Linked DNA regions of Macaca mulatta: region 1 is linked to region 2. A link is a contact called in public Hi-C data. All regions are on one chromosome and are shown on one strand. The core of a region is the stretch at or near the end of the contact, and the rest is flanking DNA. Distances in the headings are between cores, read along the strand shown.

Region 1 (4,580 bases), core at 1,177-3,676, 55 kb before region 2:
CCTAAATTTCAGCCAGGCCCAGTGGCTCATACCTGTAATCCCAGCACTTTGGGAGGCCAAGGCAGGTGGATCGCTTGAGCCTAGCAGTTGGAGACCATTCTGGGCAACATGGCAAAACCCCATCTCTAACAACAAAAAAATTCCAGGCGTGGTGGGGTGTGCCTGTAGTCCTAGCTACTCGGGATGCTGAGGTGGGAGCCTCACTTGAGCCCGGGAGGTGGTTGCAATGAGCCGAGATTGCACCACTGCACTCCAGCCTGGGTGACAGAGTGAGACCTTGTCTCAAAAAACAAACAACCTCAATTGGAACATTTTTCTGTGAGTATAAAAGAGAGTATCATTGTCTTTGGAGACATATGCTACAACGTACTCCCAAATGGTTCAGAAAAAAAAAAAAATATATATATATATAGTATACATATTTTTTATATATCGTATCTCCTACACACAAATATAGCAAACTGTGAACCTATGTGATGGGCATACAGGAGTTCATTAATCCTGAAACTTTTTGATAAGGTTGATTTTTTTTCAAAATAAGTAAAAAAAATTTTTTTTTATTTTAAAACGCACACTATAAACAGAAAGATATCTGCAACACACACAATTAACAAGATTGTTATTCATTATATATACATATATACGTTATATATACACTTATATATGTATACACACACACACCCCCTTAGAAGGGGAAGAGAAAACATGAAGGAATAATCAACATATTTCAAAGTGCTCAACCTTATCAGTAATTACGAAATGCAAATGAAGACAAAAACATGGTATTTATTCTGGGTAGACTAGCAAAAACTAAGAAGTGTGAAAATAACGAGGATTAGAGAGAATTGTGGTCGGTACTGGCGGCCGTACAGATTGGTACAACCACTTTGAAAACAATTCTGCATTATCTTTGAAAGCTGAACAGCCCCCATAGCCTCTGATGCCGTAGTGCTGCTCCTAGGTTCAAATTAGAGTCCAGCGCAAGTACAGAAGGTGAACAAGAATGCTCCTACTAGCCCTGTTAGTAATTACTAGGGGCAGATTCAGGTTTTGTGGGGTATGAGCTTATATAATTGGAGAAGAGTGAGGCTTTTAAAGAAAAAGATTCAGAATTATGAATAAAAATTAGGTTCAAAAGTGAATATTTTTTATAATGGCAAAAGAAATTACAACAATTACAAATTTCACAAAACCCAGGAAAAGAGTTCTGTCATAGGTATGTGACCTACAAACTTGGGAAGTTGATACATTTAGTCTGTGTGATTCCTATCAAAAAAGAAAATACTTAAAGCGCATTTATAATCCTACCGGCTACAGTATTGAATACATTCCCAACAGGAGAAAACTTCCTTTTGACTGGGCAGTAAGAAATAAATGTTCTGTTAATACACTTAACAACTTGGATGAATCAAAAAAACAAATGTTGAGCGATAAAAAGCAATTCCAGGCTATATATAATTTTATAAAGCTCAAAAAGAAAAATACACGAATACACAGTTAGGAATGCATCCAAATATGATAAAACCACTAAAAATGACAAAGAGGGACAAAACGGAAGATGGTGGTGAGCTAAGAGGCCAGGAGTAGAATCCTGGAGATGCATGGATACATGCTAAATACTGATAACGTGGTGGAGTGATACTTTCATTAGTATACTTTACATTTTACATATTTGGTAAATAGCTATTTTGTATGTATCGAATATTACATCGAAAATATTTACTTAAGGCACCTGAATGTAAGCTGGCTTCCCTCCTTCCTCTCCCGTGCTGTCTCCTTTCCCCCATCACTTCTCAACTACAAACTGCTTGGGACACGTGGCTCCAGAGGTTGGCAAAACAGGGAAATGTCAGCCCACAAGGACCAAGAACCGTGACTTGTGTTACTTTCTTGTTGGTGTTGGGGCTGGCGGGGAGGGGTGCGGTGGTGCAGGAAATATTATCCAGCATATCAAATACGCCACATCAAGCTGACTCTGAATTTTGAGTGGCTCTACTAAAGCCAGAAAAGGGTTTTTGAGCCCAACGGGAAGAAGCGCCCCTCCCTTTTACACTCACACTTCCCACTTTCTAAGGGTGCCAGGCCCCGCGCCGCCCTGCTGCTTCTTTGCTTACGTTCCGACTCTTAACCACCAATCCCAGCCTACTCCATTACGTAAATTATTCCAAGGATTCCCAAATGTGCCCCTCCGTCCAGAACCCGCCCAATCCCGACCGGTTCCGAGATTTACCGCCAGCCCAGAGCCGGGCGGGGGCGTGAAAACGCGAGGAGCCTTCCCGCCCCTCTCCTCATCCCTCCCTCCCAAGCCACTGCCGGCTCCCAGCCGAGCTCCGCCCCCATGGTGGCCCCGCCTCCCCACCGCCCGGAAAGCGGGCTGCGGCCCCCTCCCAAAACCCGGAGAAGTGGATTGTGCGCTCCGCTCCGCACCACCAGTCCCGGGCCGCCGTCCTGACCAGCGGGTCAGGGCTTGCCGGGCGGAAGCCTGGCCTGGAGCCTGGAAGGGGGAGCCGGCCCCGAGCGGGAGCGGACGCGGCCTCAGGCCTGCGCTGGTGAGCGTGCCCCGGAAGCCCGGGCCCCTGGCCGTCCTGCTGCCCTTTCTCCTGGAGCCCGGCCGCTAGGCCGCGGAGGGAGAACGGGTGCCTCTGCGCTGCCCCCCCCCCCGCCCCGTCCTTACAGTTCCCCGTGTCCCAGGCCTCTACCCGGAACCGGAGCCCCGCCCGTCTCTCAGCAGCTCCATGACGTGAAGCGCCTCGGGGTGCGGTGCCGCCGGGCGTGGGTGGGAGGCAACGCCCGAGAGGAGGGCCCGCCAATGTGCGGGGATGCGGGGGGCGTTGGCGAGATTTGCAGGCTGCGCCGCTGCCCGCCCTCCCGGCATGAGCCCGTTCCCTTTCGCCATTGGAAGACTTTTGAGTTCCAAGCTTTTTCCTGCTCGCATAGAGCCGTGCCTGCGCTGCCCGCCACCCCACGTACAGTTGCATTTCTGTTGGAATTTTTCTGGAAGTTGGAATCTGGCAGTTTAAACAAAGAATTTTTGTAAGAAAAACATTTGTTAGGATATTTGATAGTCCCCAGATTAGGTTAAAAGTCTTCTTCCCAATCACTGTAATTTTGCAGATATGTTTTTGGTGTAAATGGGTATAGATCGGGGTTGATGAAAAGAATCAAACTCAGAAAAATATTTGAAGAGATTTATTTTGAGCTAAATACAAGCGACCATGGCCAGTGACAGTCCTCAGGAGGTCCTGAGAACATGTGCCCAAGGCAGTTGGGGTACAGCTTGGTTTTATGTATTTTAGGAAGGCATGAGACATCAATCAAATACATTTAAGAAATACATTGGTTTGGTTTAGAAAGGCAACTCAAAGCCGGGGCTTCCAGGCTATAGGTAAATGTAAACATTATCTGGTTGATGGTTGAGGTTATTAAAAGGAATGTTCAGGCTGAAGATAAAGGATTGTGGATACCAAGTTTTATTGTGCAGAGGAAGCTCTTAGATAGCAGACTTTAGAGAGAGCAGGTTGTAAATTGTTTTATATTGGACTTAAAAGGGTTCCTGGCTCTTAGTTGATTATCTCCTGGATCTGGGAAGGAAGGAAGGAAGGAAAACAAAGCGGGGAAGGGAATTCTCTATAAAATGGGGATTTTTCCTACAGGAGACTTTGCAGGGCAATTTTAAGGTATGGCAAGGAAATATATTTTGGGGTAAAACATTTTTATTTTCTTCCTTGTTATGCCAGAGTCAGATTGGAAAGTCAGTCACTGTGTATTGGCTTAAATAAAACCCATCTGATAAGAATTTATGGTTTATAGGACATGACTCTCCAGACCCCTTAGAAAGGAATTCGGGTAAGATAAAAAATTAGAGCTTAGTCCTCATATGGTTGAGAGCTTGTGCTCTGGATCCAGAGTGCCAGGGCTGTAACACTTAAGAATTGTGCAAGCACGACTGGCGCGGTGGCTCACGCCTGTAGCACTTTGGGAGGCCGAGGCGGGCAGATCACAAGGTCAGGAGATTGAGACCATCCTGGCTAACACGGTGAAACCCCGTCTCTACTAAAAATACAAAAAATTAGCGGGGCGTGGTGGCGGGCGCCTATAGTCCCAGCTACTCCGGAGGCTGAGGCAGGAGAATGGCGTAAACCCGGGAGGCGGAGCTTGCAGTGATCCGAGGTCGAGCCACTGCACTCCAGCCTGGGCGACAGAGCGAGACTCCGTCTCAAAAAAAAAAAAAAAAAAAAATTGTGCGAGCCTGGACAAACCACTTAAGTGGCTCAGTTTCTTCTAAGTGTATATAATGTGTTTTATACACACACGATTTTTCATTATGCTATGTTATGTATATTACTATATTTTTCCATTATGCTATATGTATATTAATCTATGTAATCTACATAGTATAGCATAATGAAAAAATATCTGTGCATATATATTAGGTAATGCTAACCGCTTTACATGGTGGTTGTGAAGATTAGGTGAAGCATTGTGCTTGGCATATAATAACACTGAGTGTTATGAAAATAGCATTTTCTCTGTGATTTGTGGTTTTGATTTTAAAGATTTTAATTGCGAAGTATTTCTCC
Region 2 (4,597 bases), core at 1,936-4,435:
CTCATTTTTATGCATTTAAACCATTGTTTCATGGTTGTGTAGTTCAATTTTTTTTGCCAGTTTGGAGCCAATATAGATAGACAATATTCCTACATACTTTTTGGTTTCTACTAAAATATTTTCTTTTTTTTTTTTTTTTTTTGAGACAGAGTCTCATTCTGTCGCCCAGGCTGGAGTGCAGTGGCGCAATCTCAGCTCACTGCAAGCTCTGCCTCCTGGGTTCATGCCATTCTCCTACCTCAGCCTCCTGAGTAGCTGGGACTACAGGCGCCTGCCACCACAGCCGGCTGATTTTTGTATTTTTAGTAGAGATGGGGTTTCACCGTGTTAGCCAGGATGGTCTCAATCTCCTGACCTTGTGATCCGCCCACCTTGGCCTCCCAAAGTTCTGAGATTACAGTCGTGAGCCACCACGCCTGGCCTAAAAAATTTTCTTAGAATTCGTTTCTGTAGTACATTTACTAGGTCAAAGGGTATGAATATCTTTATGATTCTCCCAATATGTTAACACATTGCTTCCTTAAAGGGGTGTTATTTACTCAGCGAATATTTATCGAGCATCTACTATATATCAGGACTTATACTAAGCACTAGGGATACATTACAAACAGACATGGTCCCTGTCCTCAAAGAAGCATACCAATTTATGTCACTAGAAATGTATACTTTAGACCAGGTACGGTGGCTCACGCCTGTAATCTCAGGTCTTTGGAAGGCTGAAGCGGGTGGATCCTTTGAGCCCAGGAGTTCTAGACCAGCCTGAGCAACATGGCAAAAACCCTTTCTCTACAAAATATAAAAAAAAAAATTAGCCGAGGTGGCGCGTGCCTGTAATCCCAGCTACTTGGGAGGCTGAGGCTGAGGCTGAGGCGGGAAGATCACTTGAGGCCAGGCTGTTGAGGCTGCAGTGGCCTGAGATCACGACACTGCACTCCAGCCTAAGTGACAGAGTGAGATTCTATGTTTTTTTTTTTAAAAAAAAAAAAAAGAGAGAAAAGAAAAGAAATGAATACTTTTAAATTTTGGTGCAAATCACCAGCACCAAAATTATAATTTTTAAAAGCTTGTAGCTAATTCTTTTTTAAAGTTACACTCAATGGTCAGGTGTTTGCATTTCATTTTTATATAAATTATTTTTTTATGTATGTGAATTCTTTTTTCTTTCTTTCTTTCTTTTTTTTTTGAGATAGTCTTGCTGTGTTGCCCAGGCTGGAGTGCAATGGTGTGATCTCGGCTTACTGCAACCTCTGCCTCCGGGGTTCAAGCGATTCTCCTGCCTCAGTCTCCCAAGTAGCTTGAATTACAGGCAGGTGCCACCACACCCAGCTAATTTTTGTATTTTTAGTGAAGATGGGGTTTCGCCATGTTGGCCAGGCTGGTCTTGAACTCCTGACCTCAGGTGATCCACCCGCTTCAGCATCCCAAAGTGCTGAGATTACAAGCGTGAGCCACTGCACCCGGCCCTTAATTCTTTTTTGTGTGAAATACCTTTGCCCATTTTCATAGTCCATTTTAAAAAATTCTATTTATGAGCCTAGTTTCCTTTTAAAATGGAAAAAGGTCTTTATATTTTCTGTCATGTTTAATATATATTTCCAGTTACCTTACATTTTAATTATTTTGAATTATACATATGTTTAAAATTTTTATGTATTTGAGTTTGTCTTTGATGTATCTTGCTTTGTTTCTAAATTGAATGATCATTTTCCCATATATGGGATACTTTTTTTTTTTTTTTTTTTTTTTGAGACGGAGTTTCGCTCTTGTCCCCCAGGCTGGAATGCAATGGTGCGATCTTGGCTCACTGCAACCTCCACCCCCCGGTTCACGCAATTCTCGTGCCTCAGCCTCCCGAGTAACCGGGATTACAGGTGCCCGCCACTTCCTGGCTAATTTTTGTATTTTTAGGAGACACGGGATTTCACCATGTTGGCCAGGCTGGTTTTAAACTCCTGACTGCAAGTGATCTGGCCACCTTGGCCTCCCAAAGTGCTAAGATTACAGGCGTGAGCCACCGCACCTGGCCCTGATAAATATTGTATTCTATTTTCTGATAGTTTCCTTATACCTTAATTTTAATTGGATTTTAGAATGATTTTTAGAGTAAGTTTTAGAATGACTACTTTATCATCTGCTTGGTTTGTCTATATAATTGGAGCTACTTATGGTCTCTATCTCAGTGAATACTTCTCCAATATCTCTGTACTTTTTGCCTGTTTGAAAAACATTGTTGCTTTACAATATCTATTTATCTAGTCTTTCTCATTTATTTGGTTATTTTTCAGAATGCATTTGTAGTTTTTTTTCAGATTTCAAAATCTTACGGGGGCCTGGGCGGCGCAGTGGCTCACCCTGGCAGATTACAAGGTCAGGAATTCGAGACCAGCCTGGCCAATATGGTGAAACCCCGTCTCTACTAAAAATACAAAAATTAGCCGGGCGTGGTGGCACGTGCCTGTAATCCCAGCTACTTGGGAGGCTGAGGCAGGAGAATTGCTTGAACCCGGGAGGTGGAGGTTGCAGGGGCCACTGCACTCCAGCCTGGGCAACACAGCGAGACTCCGTCTCAAAAAACAAAAAACAAAAAACGGGAACTTTTACTGAAACGGAGTTACACTGTATGGCGGCAAGAACTTTCGAGTTCTAGTTATGCCACTGCTAATTGTCTGATCTTTCACAAGTTTAACTCTAAACCTCAGTTCCTCGTCTGTAAACTAGGGATAACATTAATATTTATTATTACAAGATTTTCAGGACTGAGTGTTTAAAAATTCATATAAGACATTTAGCATATTTCCTACTTGAACGCCTGGCGTAGGAAACACTAGAAAATTTAATTATTATGATTAACATGGGGGTAAATATCCATTTACAATGTGAAGACTTCGATGTAATGGCTTCTTTTAGATTAAAGATCGACAAGAGTGTCACTGTCGTGCTTTTCGTTTAACACCCACTTCAACGAGGTGCCCGCTGCGCCCGCGACCGCCGCCCCTTCCACCGGTCGGATTTAAAGCGGACCAAGCTCCACGCTTTAGCAGAACCCGAGGAGCGGCGGGAGCGTCGCCTGGGAGATGAGGGTAGGGCGAGTCTAGCACTCAGGGACGGAAACGAAAGCCCAACAACCGGCACTTCCGGGGGGCGGGAGGAAACGAAGGCGCGGCACCCGACGCAACGCCCAGCAGCCAATCAGAAGGCGGGGCGCCCATTCAAATTGCGGCCTTCTGGGGAGCCGGCGCTGGAGGTGGTGAGTGGCGTGGGGACTGTCTTGAGGGGGTTCCCCAGGGTGTCGGACTCTGCGGAGGGGTGAAGTTTCGGCACTGGGGAGGGCGTGCGGACGCTTTCCGTGCAGGCGACCGCTGCGCTGCGTGCGGGTGGTCTTAGCTCCGTTCCCCCGTTCAATTCCTCACAATTCCAGGTCGGCGGCAAAGGGGTCCCCGAACGAAGGGCGCAGGAGAGCGCCCTTCTCTCTGTCTTCGTGTTCGCCCTTCTCTTCGTCTCTGCTGGGACCGAGAAGGCGGACTTCATGGCCGCTGGGCCCGCGGGCTTCTCCCCGAGTCTCCCCGAGTCGGTTGGCATTAAGAGGTAATTCTTAGTCATAGCCCCTAGTAATGACTAGCAGAGAAAGAACACAACCACCGGATGTTTTGGTTTGGATTCCTTGTATTCCTTCCAGTGCTCTTTAAAATCTGATGGCGAAACTCCTCAATTTGTGCAAATCGCAAATGGTTTTTAGTTGCAAGAGAATTTACAGAATCTTTTATTTTTGCCCTTAAATTCATTTCATAACAGGAGAATTTTGTATTTTGAGTTGAAACGTTGATGGGAGATGCTTATAACCTGACGAATTTTTTTTTTGTAACGACTGTTATTTATGTAAACATTTAAAAGCCTCATTTAAAAATTACCTTCCATTAATTTGTTCCTCGATAGCAATAATCTTTGCAACAGTTTGAACCAGTGTCATTTGACAGGTTAGAACCCGGCATGCAAATTTAAAGTCTTGTTTACATCCTTGTAAGGAGTTGGATACTAAATTGACTAAAAGCCAGGTCTCTTAGCTGTCACTGCTGTTCCCTTTCTTTAAAACGTTAATACCTGATAGATATTGTTGCTGTATATTTACATACACCTCTGTATAATTTGTGTTACTGCTAAAGGGCGGGTTGTCTGTTTATCTAATCTTGCATGGTTTTTCTCAACACAATTAATTTACAGTTCTTATTGTACTTACTGCCTGTGGTACTTGGGAATAATCTGCCTCCTGACACCAATCAATTTAATCTTCTCTGTAGGCATTCCTGTATTCAACATACATGGGCTGGGCGCAGTGGCACACACCTGTAATCCCAGCACTTTGGGAGGCCGAGGTGGGTGGATCACAAGGTCAAGAAATCGAGACCATCCTGGCCAACAAAAATTAGCTGGGCGTGGTGGTGGGTGCCTGTATGGTCCCAGCTCCTTGGGAGGCTGAGGCAGGAGAATTGCTTGAATACGAGAGGTGGAGGTTGCAGCAAGGCAAGGTCCCGCCACTGCACTCCAGCCTGGCGACAGAGCAAGACTCCGTCCAAATATATATATATATATATATATTTTA

The links. Hi-C and Micro-C count contacts between places; a contact is called where the count stands out from the background.
Region 1: a Hi-C map of fetal cortex germinal zone shows a contact between it and region 2, with 3 times the contacts expected there. The contact joins the promoter of DDX59 here to the promoter of KIF14 in region 2. A contact is called at or near these places in 3 of 14 Hi-C or Micro-C datasets (cortical neurons, fetal cortex germinal zone and fetal cortical plate).

The regions. Positions count from the first base shown.
Region 1 is chr1:58,320,305-58,324,884 of T2T-MMU8v2.0, reverse strand. It overlaps DDX59 (DEAD-box helicase 59), which reads left to right and starts at 2,426. Exons shown (of 8, transcript XR_013417408.1): 1 at 2,426-2,549. LOC144340888 (a long non-coding RNA gene) reads right to left here and starts at 1,914. Exons shown (of 4, transcript XR_013417429.1): 1 at 1,733-1,914.
Region 2 is chr1:58,266,269-58,270,865 of T2T-MMU8v2.0, reverse strand. KIF14 (kinesin family member 14) reads left to right here and starts at 3,185. Exons shown (of 32, transcript XM_028851869.2): 1 at 3,185-3,247; 2 at 3,419-3,585; 3 at 4,296-4,370.